2 separate regions of the Mus musculus genome follow, and region 2 is linked to region 1. The links are chromatin contacts, called in public promoter capture Hi-C maps. All regions are on one chromosome and are shown on one strand. Each heading gives the region's core, a stretch centred on a gene start, on an enhancer-like site or on the middle of the called end of the contact. The rest is flanking DNA. Distances are from core to core; before and after follow the strand shown.

Region 1 (7,970 bases), core at 3,044-5,543:
CCCCAGGTGTGTTGGAGGGATGGAAGGATGCTGAAGATGCAATCTTGTAGCTATGTCAAAAGCACAGCACTGTGCCCACACCAGCATGGACTAAAGCTGCTGTTCTCAGGGAGCCCCTCTGTCTTCTGCCTTCAGAAGAGGAACACCTGCCCCATTCTCCAAGAGCAGAGGTGCTAGGATGGCCTAGGCAGTCAGGGAAATGCTGAGGATGGGGGCCTTGGATAGTCTGACTCCCTTACTGGGGATGATGACAAAGGTGGTTCCAGAAAGAAGTTATAGTCACAAAACAAACCAACAAACAAGCAAACAAGGCCTCTAGGGTACACTTGTCCTTAGGGCACACTCACCCCCATCCTCCTGCCTCTAGCCACGGTACTGGCTTCCCAGCTGTTCTGGCTGGGAGCCCACTCCACTCCCTCATCTAGAGTAGCTTTGTCTCCAACAGCCCATCCTCAAGGGTCCTGTATCCACGTATGCAGAGATGGCATCCAGACCCAGCTAGGACCTGCTTCTCTAGGCCAACCTTCCCTCCCCTTACAGGAAGCACTCCCTGACTGCTGGGGCTCTGAGTGACATGGACTGGGTTAGACCACCCCCAACATTTGCTGAAGGATGAAGTCAGCCTTCCTCCTGGTCCCTGAAGCTTCTCGGAGCTAGCGGCTGATAGAAGGAAGGTTGATAGAGCTGGTGTTCTCAGCTCTTGGCTCCTGAGATCTCTTTTCATCTGGGTATATCCTATAGCACCAAGTTCTGGAGACATTTACAGTTGAGCTAAGCCAAGGAGTGACAGGGAAGGAGTGGCAGTGAAGACGTTAAGCCCATTCAACAGTGAAAAGTGTGGTACATGGTACTGTGTGTTTGTAGTCCTGTCATCCTCAGCTTCAGAGAGTTCAAGGCCAGCCTGGGCTACATGAGATCCTGTCTCAAAACACCAACAAATAAACAAAAAGTCTAGAGACCTCAGAGAACGAGGGAATTTCTTATGGTGGCTGCTTAGCAGCTCAGCTGAGATCTGCTCTCTACCTTGAGGGTCCTCAGGAGGTAGCACAGCTCACAGAGTGTGACCTGTGCCCACGGGGAAACTATGGCAGAGCTACAAGAGGGTGTACAGGATGTGGAAGGGAGGGGAAGACTTCCTGGAGGAGGTGGCACACTAGTGAGCCTTGAAGTACGCACAAGATGGACATTTGTAAGGCGGAGAATGGGGGCCATTCTTTAACAAAGAAGTACACAGTCTCAGGCGCGACGCCCTTGGCACCTTGGGGATCAGCATTCAGTGTAGTAGGACGGAAGCTGGGGTGTGGGGAGGGGTGTAAAGATGAAACCCCACAGGAAGCCTCGCTACAGAAGACCTCCGTACCAGCAGGCGGGCCAGGTGAATAAGTGGAAGTCTGGAGGATTCTCAGCCTTGTGCTGTGGCAAGAACGCTCAGGGGAGGAGTGTAGAGAGACAAGCTACCACTGGGATCTGGCAGCGGAGGGCTGGGGAGGTCACAGGGGCTGAGCACAAGGCAGAAGACAGACAGACAGACAGCTCCCACCCTGTGTTCTGTGGCTCTGGTGATTACTTGAGTTGAAGTAAGAGCAGAGAAACTGGAATCCGGCAAGCATTCTGCACCTGTCCTGCTCCTGAGCCAGCTCCTGCAGGCAGGAGGCCCCTCCATGCAGTGGGGCGACTGTTTCCAATTTGCTGCTGGGAGGCCCAGGCCGGCCATGCTGGGTGAGGCAGGGTGGAGTCCATGCCTCTTTGTTGCCCTGCAGCTCCTCAGGGCAGGACCTTCCTCTCCTTCACCCTTAGCTCCCATGCTGGCCCACCACCCCATCTGCTGAGGGCCTCATTTGAGGGTTTTGGAGAGATGGGGGCAGGGAGCTCTATTTTCTAATTTACCCCCAATGCAGTGTGGTTTAAACATGGACTGTAGATGTAAGAAAGGCATGCACTGCTGGTCAGTTCCCTCTGAAATGTCAATGTTAGCTGTTGTTTTGGGGGTGCCCATAGTTACCACCTGCTGGGAATGTCTGAGCATTCACTCTGGAGATCTGACTGCAGTTTTTCTTGTTGCTACTGCCCGCCCCTCACTTCTTGCCCCAAAAGCTCTACCTCTGACTATGAGGAGAGCATGGGTTACAAACAGCCTGATTCAAGGGTGTTTGCCCTGGCAGCTCAAAGGAAGAGGTAAAAGCTGGTCCTGGTGGGCAGGCCGTAGTCTCAGCTACCGTAGAGGCTGAGGCAAGAGGAGTGTGTGCTCCAGGCGTGCCTGGGCTATAGAGTGAACTGAAGACTGGAAAGGGGAGGTACACACATGGTTCAGCAGGGGAGAGCTTATGTAGCATGTGGGAGACCCTGGGTTCAACTTCCTAACACTGCCCTCTGCGAAGAGAAAAAAAAGTCTATGAGTCTCTTTTGTTCAGGATGCCCACTCCTTGTGGGCCCTGGAGGAGACAGAAGAGATTACAGGACTGGGTGGCCAGGATGAAGCCATGACAGTTGGGCCACTGTCCCTATCCCTCACTAACTCACTGGTCGGCTCTCTGGACCCTGGTTTCTCTTTTTGGGAAGGAGACAGGCCCTGCTTGGTCGGGTCTGTGGTGTTACAACTGTAGCCACCAAGTAACCTAGGGCTAAGAATCAGGCCCAGGGCTGTGTGTGGAACCCAGGGATGTACTTGTTCTAAAGCCAGCACAAGCCAGCACAAGCCAGCAGGTGGCACACAAAGAGCTAGGCTACTGCGGAAAAAGCAGCCACTGGGGTGGCCGGCAATGCAGTAGGTGGTCCAGCCCACTCTCTGGTCACTTCTGCCTGCCTTGCTCCTGCCAGAAGACATGGCTGGAACTTCCACCTGCTCTGTGAACAGCTGGTTGCAGGCAGAGAGCCCAGGGCCTGAGTGGGTGACACAGGGCACCTGGAGACTCCCACTGGGATGTCTACTGACTTGCCCTGTCTCGTAGCTCCCTCCTGGCAGACGTTCAGGGACAGTGTACATCCTGGGTTATATAGTTCCTTCCCTGTGACCCCTGGGGGTGGGAATGGCGCCACATGGGAGAATGGCACCTTGACCCTGGTCAAAGTGGCTAGGCAGGCTGAATTTTGCAGGGGTGGGTGGGCACAGAGATGAGCCCGACCTTGTGTTTCTCTACTTGATCCTTAGGGGCTGCCAGATACCCTGGCCGAAGTCCAGCTTCAGCTCCTTGGCTCTTTGGAGCCCAGCTTCTGTCTCCACTCTGAGCTCCAGCTCACGTAGCCTCTGTCTCTCCTTTCTCCAGCTCTGTTCCCAGCCTTGGGGATCACTGTTCCTAATTCCCCCACGCCATCCTTCCCTTTGCTTGCTCCCTCTGCTGATCTCTCAGCCAGCAGCTGAGCATTGCCTCCTCCTGGAAGCCTTCTCTGACTGCTTGCTCCCAGTCTTGGTTAGGATAATCAGGTCCCCTTCTGCTTGTCATCACATACTTGTGCCTGCCTGCTAACTGTTTCCCCTACCCCACCAGATGTGGCTCTTTAGGACAGGGCCTGCCTTACACTCATCCTCACATTTCTAGCCCTCCAGATTTGGTACACAATAGGTCATAATATACAAGCTGAAGAAAGCTAAGAGGAGTCCACAGAGGAAAGGTCAGAATAATGTTCCTGTCCAGAAACAGAAGGTCTAGAAAAGCCAACAGCATCCTCACCACGCTGGAGGGCAGAGTACCACTGGCTGCCATGGTTTCTACTAGCCACTCTGGTCTTTTCAGGCATAGACTCCTTTTCAGCAGACAGAAGCCAGTCTGGGAGTAGTGGTAGAAAAGGGGTCCCAGGAAGGTGCTAGCCTGGGGCCCTTAGTCCTGGGTCTGTGTGACCACAGGGATGGACCCCTCATTAAGCCAAGAATCTGTACTCTGCCAGGACCCTGGCGGGTTGGCCTAGCGGGGATCATATGAAACTTAAAGGCTAGTCAGGCCAGGGACAGGTGGGCACTCTTAAGAAGCCTTGTAGCTACAGTGCCATCCCTCCTCCTTGTCCTCTCCCGTCCCTATCAGCTCACAGAATATGGGCTGAGCCTGCTTGCAGAACTGGCACCCTCCTGAGACAGGGGCTACCTTACCTCGGAAAGTGACTTTGGCAATCCGGTCACCTTTGCCTCGGAGCTCTGAGACAGTCTTGAGGTGAACAATCAGGGCCATGCTGGTGGGGAGAGCCTGGGCAGTTCCAGAGCAGCGGGAAGAAGCTCGCTGGTGGAGTGTGGCTCACACGCCTCCCTCTTCTCTGGCTGCTGCCGCCTCCTCCTGCTGCTGCCCACAGAGACCAAGGCAACCAAAGCAAGCTGCTCCTTCAGCTCATCAGAGCTGTGCAGCCCCGGCAGCCCCGCCCCTCTGGGTTGTCAGCCCAGCATGTGTGTAGCGCGCGTGTGTGTGTGTGTGTGTGTGTGTGTGTGTGTGTGTGTGTGAGTGAGTGTGTGCAGGAGCCCAGGAACGCATGCTGAATCCATTATTCAGCAGCACCAGCTCCGAGATAAAGCCCTGTCCGGCTTCAGGTGTCTCCTGCCAGCTCCTGGAATGGAAGCTCCTGCCACTTGGCAGGGCAGAGCAAGCTGTGCCACTCAGAGCCAACAGATTGCAGAGGGCATGCAGATGGGCAGATGAGGGGTCAGGCCACTTCTCATGGGGATCTGGAACTTCACTGTCTGAGCTTGAATGGGGCACTGGTCTCTTGGGCAGTATCCACGATGTCTCTTGATGTGTCTAGCTAATCACCAGGGTTGTGGATGCTCAGAAGGCTTGGAGATCATGGACGGGACAGACCTGACTGCTCTGGATAAATCATGCTGTGCCTCAGCCGAGGGCAAAGGAGATGCCTCAGTAGGTAAAGTGTCTGCCACAGGAGCATGAAGATCTGAGTTTAGATTCCAGAGTCTATGGTAAAGACCGGTGCAGGGGCAAGGGCTTCTAACCCAGCTCTGCGGTGGCAGAAAGGTGGAGACAGGAGAACCCCTGGAGTTTAATGGCAGCGGAGCTATCTGAATGGAGAAGCTCCAGGTTTGCTAAAGAGACCCGTCTTTAAATAAACAAGTCAGATAAATAAATAAGGAAGACAACTGAAGTTGACCCTAGGCTTCCACACATAAACATAAACACATCTGTATATCTACACACTACACACACACACACATACACACACACACACACACACACACACACACACACACACACACACACACACACAGTCTGGAGAGCAGCAGCTTCTATAAGGCAGTTTGAAGGAGGTCCCCAAGGACTGGCCCCTATTATATAGGAGCATCAGAAGTGACAATGCATTGATGCCTGGTCCTGCACTGTTTGTGCCCTTGGGATGCTAGGCTCTAATGCTCTGTTCTTGGGTCATAGTTTTGAATTTCAGGCAGCTGGTCCTGAAATGAGAGACTGTGACTAGGGAAGCCCTAATGAGAGGTCACAGGGGCTACTGTGCTAGGTAGGAAACTTGTAAGAGTCAGGGCACCAACCTACCCATCCCAGGCTGGAGACAAAGAACTGGAGGAGGCGACACTATTGATGAGTAGTTTTCAGTGAGAGGACAACCATCTTGCTCCCTGCTCTAGTCAGTGGCTAGAGGTAGCAGAGGGATATCTGTAGAGGGATATCCAAGGAACAGCAGAAGTCTGCTCTTTCGGGAAGGGCTTGTAGGGAAAGGAGTGCTGGGGGCTGGATTCTAAGCCGTTGCTTTTGCGGCTCACTCTTGGTAGGGGTCCCCCATCTTGTCCCTGCCTCCTGGTCTCAGCGGCTTATCCCCAGGGGTGACTCTGCACCCTCACTCAGGTGGACTTTGGGACCCCCTTTCAGTGGCTCCTGATCCAGGTATCACTGGCCTGGGGTTGCTACATGGATCTCCCCCACTGATGCTTTTCACTCGAGATCTTCACAGGGCATCTAGTGTTCAAGACATGGCAAGATGTCCAACTAATACTGACAGGGCTTGGAAGCTCAGGGGCCTGTCTAAGAGAGTCTTCAGGCTTTGGGCTGGTGGGATGGCTCAGCAGGTAAGGGCTCCTACGGCTCAGCCTGGCGACTGGAGTTTGATCCCTGGGACACACATGGTAGACAAGGATAAACTGCTCTTCTGTGGGCTGTAGTACATGCCCTTCTGGGGGTGGGGTGGGGGACATGTCCTCTCCACTTAAATAGATAGATAGATAGATAGATAGATAGATAGATAGATAGATAGATAATGGATGGGTGGATGGGTGGGTGGATGGATAGATAGATAGATAGATAGATAGATAGATAGATAGATAGATGTAATAAGCAGGTTTGAAAGTTTAAAGAGAGAAGGTACTAGACGTTCACAGCATAGCATCCCTCAGAATCCCTCAGTGGAGTAACCTCAGACATCCAAGAGCCTTCCCTGTTTTTCAGCCCTAGTTTTCTCTGTACTTTCTTTTTCCTCTCTCTCCTCAGTTTCCGCTCCCCTTTCTGATGTATATTTAACTATATTGAGTTAGAAAATTCTTCAAAAATGCATACATTGAATGCAAGAAAATATCTAAAAAAAAATTAAAACCAAAGTTAATGTCCCTTTAAAATGACACAAATTCATCTTTGTCTGTAAGGTTCGGTGGTACTTAGCAGCCCTCTCCTCAAGGGTCCCCTGGTTCTCTACTCTAAAGGGTGAGTTTCATGGAGCCTCTTACAGCCCTGCACATGCTGAAGGGAAGTCCTACGGAGCAGCCCTAAAAGCTTTGTCAAATCCCAGTTTCTCCGTCTCAAAGACGACAGCAATTCCAGTTAGCATAGCATGACTCTACCAGCTACACCAGGTGCCAATGCAGAGTCCACCCAGAATAGGCAGAGGGCTTGTGGTCCAGAGTGCACAGAAGGCGGTCTGCAAACTGGACCGACTGGGAGGCCGAGAATGGAGAGGAAGTGAGGGCTTCACCTAGTGGAGTGGGGTCATTCAAAGCCTTCCTGGAGTATGTCACATTAGAGCCATGGTCACCTTTTAAACACAACTTTGCCTAATATTTTTCTTAGTGAAGCAAATGTGCCCTGAGGCAACTTGGGAAACAGTAGATATGACTGCACATTTCCTTCACTGATTTGTCACTACGCCCACACCTGTGGCTTCTTGGCCACACTAAGCTTCAGCCATTCTGATTGTGTGTGTGTGTGTGTGTGTGTGTGTGTGTGTGTGTGCGCGCGCGCGCGCGCAAGCACCTCTTACAAACATATGCTCCCTACAGCCTAGAATCGCTGGCATCTGTTAGAGGACATCTCTGGAGAGTTCTGATTGTGATGGCATCCTGTGAGTTCATTAGTGACTGTGGTCTTCATCGGCTGCCATTTACAGGTTCCAGCTGTGCGGGTGATGCCTCTACCCGAGGAATAGCTGAGGGGAAGAGACCCACCACATGATGGTTAATATCGGCTGGCTGCTTGACAGGACCTAGATTTGCCTAGCTCATGGAGGAGACAGTTTATGTAAAGCAAACCTCAAGTGGACTTCAGGGCTTTGATGGCTGAAGGGAAACCTCACACTACAGATCTCTGGGCAGAATGAACTACGGTACCTGAGGCAAATATAAACCATAGACTGTCCCAGTTACTTCTACCCCGACAAAATAGTGCAGTAAGCAACTTAAGGGAACCAAACTTTATTTAAGACAATGGTTTCAACCCATCCTTGTGGGGAGGCATGGAAAACAGCTCCTTTCGCATCTCAATGACCAGAAAACTGCAAAGCCAGAACCAAGAACTAACTTTCCAAGGGTGGCCCCTAGTAACCCGCTAGACCAGCCAGGGCTCTCCCCTATAAGATTCTGTGTCTTAAAGGTAACACCCACCAGGGAACAAGGCTCAAAATGTGAGTGTGTGAGGGATATACAGACTCAAACTGTAACAGGCACTCCTCCCTTCTCCTCCTGTCCCTCCTCTGCCCCAGAAAGTGTCTCATCAAGTCGCCCAGGCTGTCCTCAAACTAGCAATCCTCCTGCCTCAGCCTCT
Region 2 (7,970 bases), core at 3,794-6,293, 160 kb after region 1:
ATTGCTAAACTTCCAGGCAATGTGACCTGGAAAAGTCTAAGCCTTCTGGAATCATCATCCCAGTACTTCGTGTTACAAACTAAAGGTTAGCCCGAAGCGCTGGACATGGGTGTGCCCACGTATGGAAAAGCAGACTCAATAGCTAGGGCCGGAGGCGTCAGACATGGTGGTGCAAGCCGGTTACCCTAGGACTTAGAAGGTGGAGGCAGAAAGAGCAATGTAGTGAGTTCAAAGCCAGCCTAGTCTACAAATTCAGACATCCAGGCTAGCCATGGCTACATATCTAAACCCTAGCAAAGAAAGAAGTGGGGAAATGGAGGAAAAGCCAAGTCCAAAACCTGCAAAGTGGGGAGGGAAGGGGATGGGCAGAGGAGGAGGGACCCCTGCCAGACCAGCCCCACAGCCTGTGCTTTCTCTCTTCTCCCCGGATCTCTACAGGCTATGGTCATGCGGCGCCCAGCACGGACGGAGGCAAGGTGTTCTGCATGTTCTACGCGCTGCTGGGCATCCCGCTCACACTAGTCATGTTCCAGAGCCTGGGTGAACGCATCAACACCTTCGTGAGGTACCTGCTGCACCGTGCCAAGAGGGGGCTGGGCATGCGGCACGCCGAGGTGTCCATGGCCAACATGGTGCTCATCGGTTTCGTGTCGTGCATCAGCACGCTGTGCATCGGCGCAGCTGCCTTCTCCTACTACGAGCGCTGGACTTTCTTCCAGGCCTATTACTACTGCTTCATCACCCTCACCACCATCGGCTTCGGCGACTATGTGGCGCTGCAGAAGGACCAGGCGCTGCAGACGCAGCCGCAGTATGTGGCCTTCAGCTTCGTGTACATCCTCACGGGCCTCACGGTCATCGGCGCCTTCCTCAACCTCGTGGTGCTGCGATTCATGACCATGAACGCCGAGGACGAGAAGCGTGATGCGGAGCACCGCGCCCTGCTCACGCACAACGGCCAGGCTGTCGGCCTGGGTGGCCTGAGCTGCCTGAGCGGTAGCCTGGGCGACGGCGTGCGTCCCCGCGACCCAGTCACATGCGCTGCGGCCGCGGGAGGCGTGGGCGTGGGCGTCGGTGGCAGCGGCTTCCGCAACGTCTATGCCGAGGTGCTGCACTTCCAGTCCATGTGCTCGTGCCTCTGGTACAAGAGCCGCGAGAAGCTGCAGTACTCCATCCCCATGATCATCCCGCGGGACCTCTCCACGTCCGACACCTGCGTGGAGCACAGCCACTCGTCGCCGGGAGGCGGCGGCCGCTACAGCGACACGCCCTCACACCCCTGCCTGTGCAGCGGGACGCAGCGCTCGGCCATCAGCTCGGTGTCCACGGGCCTGCACAGCCTGGCTGCCTTCCGCGGCCTCATGAAGCGCAGGAGCTCGGTGTGAACCACAGCCAGACCTGGAGCACCTGTGAGCCAGAGGGGTAGGGGACCTGCCTGCAGAAGCCGCAGGAGTTGGCCAGAAGGCCCCCCAAAGACGCCTTCGGGCCCCATGGGAAGTCCCCAGCCCATCACCACCACCACCACCTCTACTCTTCCCCAGCCCCTAAATCTCCAACTGTGCAGGCTATCACTAGCCAGCAGGAGGCGGGGCTCTGAGGACCCCTGGAGCCCCCATCGGAGCCGAAGAATTCCGAGAAATGTGAAACTTAGGGGGTGGGGAGCCCGGAAAGCAGCCACGGGGAGCTGCTGAGAAGCCCCCAGTCCTCAGAGGCCCTACGGGGGCCCCAGACCCCTCACCTCCGGAGGGAACTAATGTTCTCGGGTTTTGTTTTCTGTTTTCTGTTTTGGTTTGGTTCTCTCTCTCTCTCTCTCTCTCTCTCTCTCTCTCTCTCTCTCCCTCCCTCCCTCCCTCCTTCTCTCTCTCTCTTCTACTTACACCTCCTCTGGGTTCTCCAAAGCCCAAGGTGTTTTTGTCCAGGTCACCCCCACTCAGTCCCACCTGGCTTTCATCCCCAGCCATGTCTCCCAGCCTTCCACTACCTTACGTGTCCACTCCCTTCTGTTTTTTGCATGGCTATGCAGTTATGGAAGAAAAAAAAAAAAAAGGAAACCCCAGCAGCCCCTAAAGCTAGTCCCCAGAGGGCAAGATAAAAAAGAAAGAAAGAAAAAAAAAAAAAAGAAGAAGAAAAAAAAAGGGCAGGCCACAGATGTTAGAGCAGAGTGTGTGCAGAAACTGTGGCTTCCACCTCTGCGGGGTGGACATCTGTAGGTGAGCCACCTGGAGTCTGGGAACATTCTCAGGGGCTCCTGAGAGACTCCAGCCTTCAGGACTGCCCTTGGAATCTAAAACATGGACTCCCCTTTGCTGTCCCTGGCTGCAGCTGCTCATTCACTCGTCCATAGGTTGTTTTTTTTTGTTTGTTTGTTTTTTTGTTTTTTGTTTTTTTGTCCCAGAAACCCTGTGCCACCTCCGTATTCATTTGAGTGTAATAACACTCTAGTTAAGTCACCTGGGCAGTTCTTATGGCCATTTTTCAGAAGAGGAAAACAGGTAAAAAAAAAAAAATTTTTTTTTTTACTTGCCCGGGGTGTCTTGAAGGGGAACAGCCTGCCGGCTTGTTCCCAGCCCAAGTGCTCTTTCTTCAGGCTCAGCCTGCCCTCAGAAGCGAAGCCCCTGCAGGCAACACCCCAGCTTTGTGTAGGCAGCTGGGGTTTAAACCAGAATCAAAAGCCCCAGCCTGAGCCACTGCCAGGGCTCTGCCTCTGGTACTCTTTAGCCCAGAGACTGAGGCTCTAAATGGACCCTTGTCTCTGTTCACAAGCAGGGAAGTCCTTGGGACCAAGGTAAGAAGGACTGAGTCTCATGGACTACAAGCCAGCAGTTGGCACTCTTGAGAGTTCAGGGACTGGGCAGAGCAGCCCAGACAGCTGACAGGTATATCCTGGGACGTTTTCCCTGGCCTAGAAGCCAGGATAAATGCATCCTAAGTTGCTAGAGTAACTTCCACTGCAGCCAGGAACACCCCTCTGGAGGGAAGGAGGTATTGGGCCTGCTATGCCTTCTACCTCCTCTACCTGCAACCCAGTGGAGGGTGGCTTGCTACTGGGGACAAGCTGGAGGTGGAAACCAGGACAACAGAAGGGTATGTGTGGGGCTATGGGTATAGCCCCAAGTTTTATTCCCAGTACCATGAAAAGGGAAACCTTTCCCCTGCAGAGCTGCCTTCTGCTCACTGTTCCCAGGCCTAGCTCCATACTGCTGAGTAAGGCCAATGTGACCATTTGGGGAGGTAGAGAGAGAGCCCCACCATGTCCTCCAGGTCCTGGGAAATCCTTAGGTGGAAGGAATCTGGCCTGTGTGTATCCCATGTCCGTGTGGAGGAGCTGGCCCCTGTGTCAAGGGGGAATGGAACCCAGCAGCTGGAGAGGTGCTGTCTGTGTTTATGTTGGGCTGGAGGCAGTGCTGGCTGCCTCTGTCCTGTGTGTGACCCTGCCCTCGAGGGGTCAAGTCCCGTCAGATCCGAGGGAGCCACAACCAAAGTTACAGAGAGGGTGGGGAAGGCAGCAGAGTGGCCCTAGGGTCTAAGCATGGGGGACTGCTGGTCTCCTGTAGGGTCTTTGCCTAGGGAACTAGAAGGCCACTGTCACTTCCTGTCTCACCCCCTCCCATGCAGGCAGCCTTTCTGCTTCCCCAATGCCTTATGCCTGGGCACACTGCCACAGAATATGCAATATGTGTGGGTGACATCCCCACACCCACCCGGGCAGCCCCTAAGTCCCCAGGCTGTGGCTGCCCTGGCCCCCTTTTCAGCAGCTCCTGCCCATCTGTCTTCACACTGAGAATGGCGCCTAATAAATGCTGTCCATGGAGACCAGGCTCTGGTTCCCGCTCCTCTGTCATTAGTCATTCACCCTGTCACCCTGTCACCCTGTCCCACCACTCACCTAGTGCGTTCCCCTGGGGCTTCTCAGACTGCTTTGGGTGCAGGTTTCTTGTGTAGAAACCTGGGAGTGAAGCCTGGCTTCACTTAGGATTTTCTCAAAAGATCCAGAGCTCAGAAGATTCCGTCTTCCTGGAACAGACTGTGAGAACAGGACCTTAGAAATGACTGGGCCCTTTCCTCCCTCTGTACACAAGTAAACGAGGCCAACGAGGGCAAGTAACTTGCCCTGAGTCACACAGCCATGAATGGCAACCTAGGTAGGATAAGAAGCAAAGCTGGTGACTCCCCACTTTGTCTCCTCAGCTGACTGCAGAGTCAAACAGGACATGCCCCAGCCTCCAGGGGTGACCTCAGCTCCTCCCTGACCCCAGTAGCCTGATGGACACAACACACACACACACACTAATATCACTTTCAAAGATGGGCACATCACAAATACCTTTTCTTAGGGTGTGCTACTCATGGTCTAGAGTAGCACATGCTTGGGGATGGACCCTAGAGCCCAAGACAGATATATAGAAAGCAGATGCACTGTGCCCAGTTGGTACCAACACCTGACTCAACTAGCCAAGGGTATCCAGGCTTCCCTAAGCATGAACCATAGTAATACCTTTGGCACCAAAATCTGTCTGCACGCCATGACTCACAACCACCCTACCACATTCAGGGTGTGCATATCCGTTCTATTCCTTGTTTTAAATGCCACCTGGGACCTATTTGGTTGATTCCCTTTACTCACAGATAAAGACATGCTAGAGAAACAAGGACCTGGGCTAGAGACACATTCCCTTAATCTTTCCTTCTATCTACTTAGACCAACTAGAGAGATAGGACATATTTGTGGAGAGGTTCTGGGTTCAAAGAAAACCTGTGCCCTTTCCAGGACACACCAGCCTCCCTGGGATGAATCTCTAGGCATCCCTTGAAGTAACAGCAGGCAGGTTCTATGGCATGTTTCTTGGTAATCTACTGGCCTCTGTTTGGGCACAGTAAAAACCTGGCTCATCCACTCCTAAGACTACTTCGTCTTAATCAAAGCCCAAAGGTTTGCTGCTCAGCTCTATGAGATACAGCGTCAGCAGAGGTGAGTCCTTCTGGAGGTCAGTGGTGTCCAGCACATGGTCACTTGGACTTTCCTAAGCAGTGCTTTGCGGGACACAAACATGGCTCTTGCCCTACTTTCAACATCGCCCTGGACAAAGTATCACAAACAGATGTTGCAGGGATTCCTAGAGGGGGCCTGCACCCCAGTCCCACCCAGAGCTACCCAGAGCTCAGCACTAACACAGGATCTTCGTGTCCAGACACTGTCAGTGCCCCCCCCACATGCCCCCAACCTCCTCACCTCTGAGGCTGCCTGAACTGAAAGACACAGGAAAATGGACGTTGAAAGCCTGCAGAGGAGAGGGAACGGGAGCAAATGTCTGAAGTTCCCACCAGCACTGGGATTTGGGTGAGAGTCAATGGGAATAAGCTTCCTGGGAGCCAAGAGAAAAGAGGGATGCAATGGCAGCTCCTCTCTAAGCAAGCCAGTGGCCGCTCATAGGGGAGGTGCTAAGTTGGGCTTGGTGACTCATGCCTGCAATCTCCAATTCAGAAGGCTAAGGCAGGGAGATTGGCATGAGTTTGAGGCCAGCCTGCATATAGCCTGTCTCAAAACACCAAGAAGGAAGAGAAGGGTAGTCCTTGCTCTAATGAATTTGGAAGAAGGATGCACACATCACCACTGTCTGAACTCCACAAAACTCTAAGCTTAGTAAAAGTTTTTAGAAGACCTGCAGCGAAACCACTGCTCGTTTTGAGTAACACTCAAACTCATTCCATACCAGATCCTCTGTTGGCCTGATACTTCCCAGACTTCCCAGGGCACACTTGGGGACCTCCTCGGCTGTCACAATATCACTGATAGGGAAGTAGGTCTTATCCTTCCCTCTTATCCCCAACTAGGGTCTGTGGATGTAGCTCAGTTGGTAGAGTACTTGCCTAGCATGCACAAAGCCAATGCTTGATCTCTAGCACTGCCTAAAGGCGTCACATGCCTATAATCCCAGCACTTGGGAGATAAAGGTAGAAGGATCAGAAGTTCAAGGTCATCCTGGGCTACATAGCAAGTTCAAGGTCATCCTGGGTTACATAAAGTTCTCAATAAATGAATGAATTAATAAACAAACAGGTAAATATAAACTTTAATAATTGGTAAGTCATCTGTAACTGGCAGCTCTAACAACATGAAATACACACTAGCAAAGCTCATTATGTACCAAAAAAAAAAAAGGTTCAGAGCAGCCAGCCCACTGGTCTAACAGCAGGCAGGGAGTTGATAGCAAAGCTGAACATGGAACCAGGGCTAATGTTGGTGGATGAAGCTCGTGCCCTCACTCATCATATTGCTCACTGCCTGGCAGTGGTCACTGTCATTAGAAAAGGTCTGGCCATTGAAGAGTATGAGACCAAGGCTCCCTCTCCTCCACAGCCTAACAAGCCCAGCCTTGGGTGGACTCAGTGTCCCCCTGTGGCTGAAGCAACTGCCCTCCAGCTTCTCCCCCCACCCTTGCCAAAGGACATCGAGAAATAGACGTATGTGAAGCAGGTGCCCAGATCGGAGGACCAGCGCCCACCTTTCAGAGAAAAGGAACTGGATTCACAGAAAAGAAATGATAGATCCAAGCTCATGAAACAAGATACTGGCACAGCCAGGGTTAGTAGCCACAGAACCTGGCTTGTCAACATGTACACACCCAATTCACACACACACACACACACACACACACACACACACACACACACACACACATACATATTCAGACACACAGACTCTCATGCACATACACACAAGAGTGTGTAATTCACACACACATATTCAGACACATAGACTCACATGCACACATGCACACAAGAGCATGCACAAGCTCAGAACCCTGGCCCCTCTGCTCTGACTTTGGAGGAAAGTTCTAATCCTGGAGTTGAGTCACTTTTATGCTGGAAATTTACATCACATCTGGACAAACTAGAAGACTCACATCCCCTTGTCTCCCAGCTGCATAGAGGACTCATAGATGGGATTCTGATGGTACTGGTCTCTTTGATCCCCTCTAGTCAGTGATGCACACACCTGGAGAGTCTACATCAACAGCATTTGACCACAAGGACAACACTGTAAGTTAGGCAAGAATTGACACCCTCATCAGAAAGATAAAGGTCTTGCCTTGTGACCAAGGTCACAGAACTCAGTATCAGAGGCACTGAGCAGAGCCTAAAGTGTCTCCTTAGTGGCTGCTGTGCTGGGCCAGAACAGCAGTCAGGTCCTAAGGGATCTGAGACAGCCAGTGCCCTGTTGTTTACAGCTTTCTGGTGGCTGGACAAGGTCCCAAGCTTAAGGAGGATCCAGGTGGACACAGTTCCAAGAATTCATTGGCAAATAGGGACAGAGTGTAAGGGACTCTTCACGTACTTCACCCTGTCCGTGAAATGTCCAGCCAACAATCTCTGCCCTCAGCAGGAGGGAACAAAAATCACACCTCTGACCCTACATTCATTGGCCACCTCTACACGTCTTCATCTACCACAGTTCTTGCTCCCAGGAATAGGGTACCTGTACACAGGCCATACACAGTCATGGAATGCTGTGATCTCATTCCGGGATCAGACTGAAGTCCCAGAAGTCCTGAGATTTGAACTCTCCAACATCAGGGCTGAGAGACTTTGGGCCAATAGACTGTGAGGATCCAACCCTGGAGAGCAGAACTGTCCCAGGGTAGAGAGTCTGCCAGGCCCTCTGGCCTCGCTCTGGGCTTTACCCACTCTTTAAGTGAAGAGTTCTGCCTTGCCTTAATTTGAGGAACAACAAAGCTTTAGGCATTTACCTGCTGGGGGCCCTGTGTAAAGATGTCTTCTGGCCCTTCTCAAAGATGGAAGAGGATGTGCCTTCTAGGACCTGGGACTGAGCTCAGCCCTCCCATGAACCACAACCTTGCTGCTTAGCCCTTCCCAAGCAAGAATCTGCTGAACAGCCCAGCCCACAGGACCCCATGCTCTGAGTGACTCCATCTCCCACTATGTGTTAACTCTAAGGACCATCATGTCTT

What was found. Promoter capture Hi-C pulls out the DNA fragments that hold promoters and counts their contacts.
Region 2: a contact with region 1 is called in a promoter capture Hi-C map of 3T3-L1-derived adipocytes, with 2.8 times the contacts expected there. The contact joins the enhancer-like site here to the promoter of Otof in region 1. A contact is called at or near these places in 26 of 39 promoter capture datasets (the 3T3-L1 cell line, 3T3-L1-derived adipocytes, the C10 cell line and 16 more), 3 of 15 datasets of contacts at CTCF or cohesin (embryonic stem cells and stem cell-derived epiblast-like cells), 10 of 484 Hi-C or Micro-C datasets (the C10 cell line, cerebral cortex, cortical neurons and 4 more), 5 of 115 datasets of contacts at active chromatin or transcription factors (embryonic forebrain, embryonic stem cells and kidney) and 4 of 9 other capture datasets (embryonic stem cells, liver, macrophages and 1 more).

The regions. Positions count from the first base shown.
Region 1 is chr5:30,457,639-30,465,608 of GRCm38.p6, forward strand. It overlaps Otof (otoferlin), which reads right to left and starts at 4,294. Exons shown (of 47, transcript NM_001286421.1): 1 at 4,082-4,294. The coding sequence starts at 4,160.
Region 2 is chr5:30,621,453-30,629,422 of GRCm38.p6, forward strand. It overlaps Kcnk3 (potassium channel, subfamily K, member 3), which reads left to right. Exons shown (of 2, transcript NM_010608.2): 2 at 439-3,818. The coding sequence ends at 1,385. Among named protein-coding and RNA genes, the nearest start is that of Mir5625, 22 kb to the right of the region's middle. Within about 2 kb of position 5,044, at least 13 of the 459 cell types and tissues checked have an H3K27ac peak or open chromatin away from gene starts, as enhancers often do. A contact at or near this core is called in 3T3-L1-derived adipocytes, where this site is marked.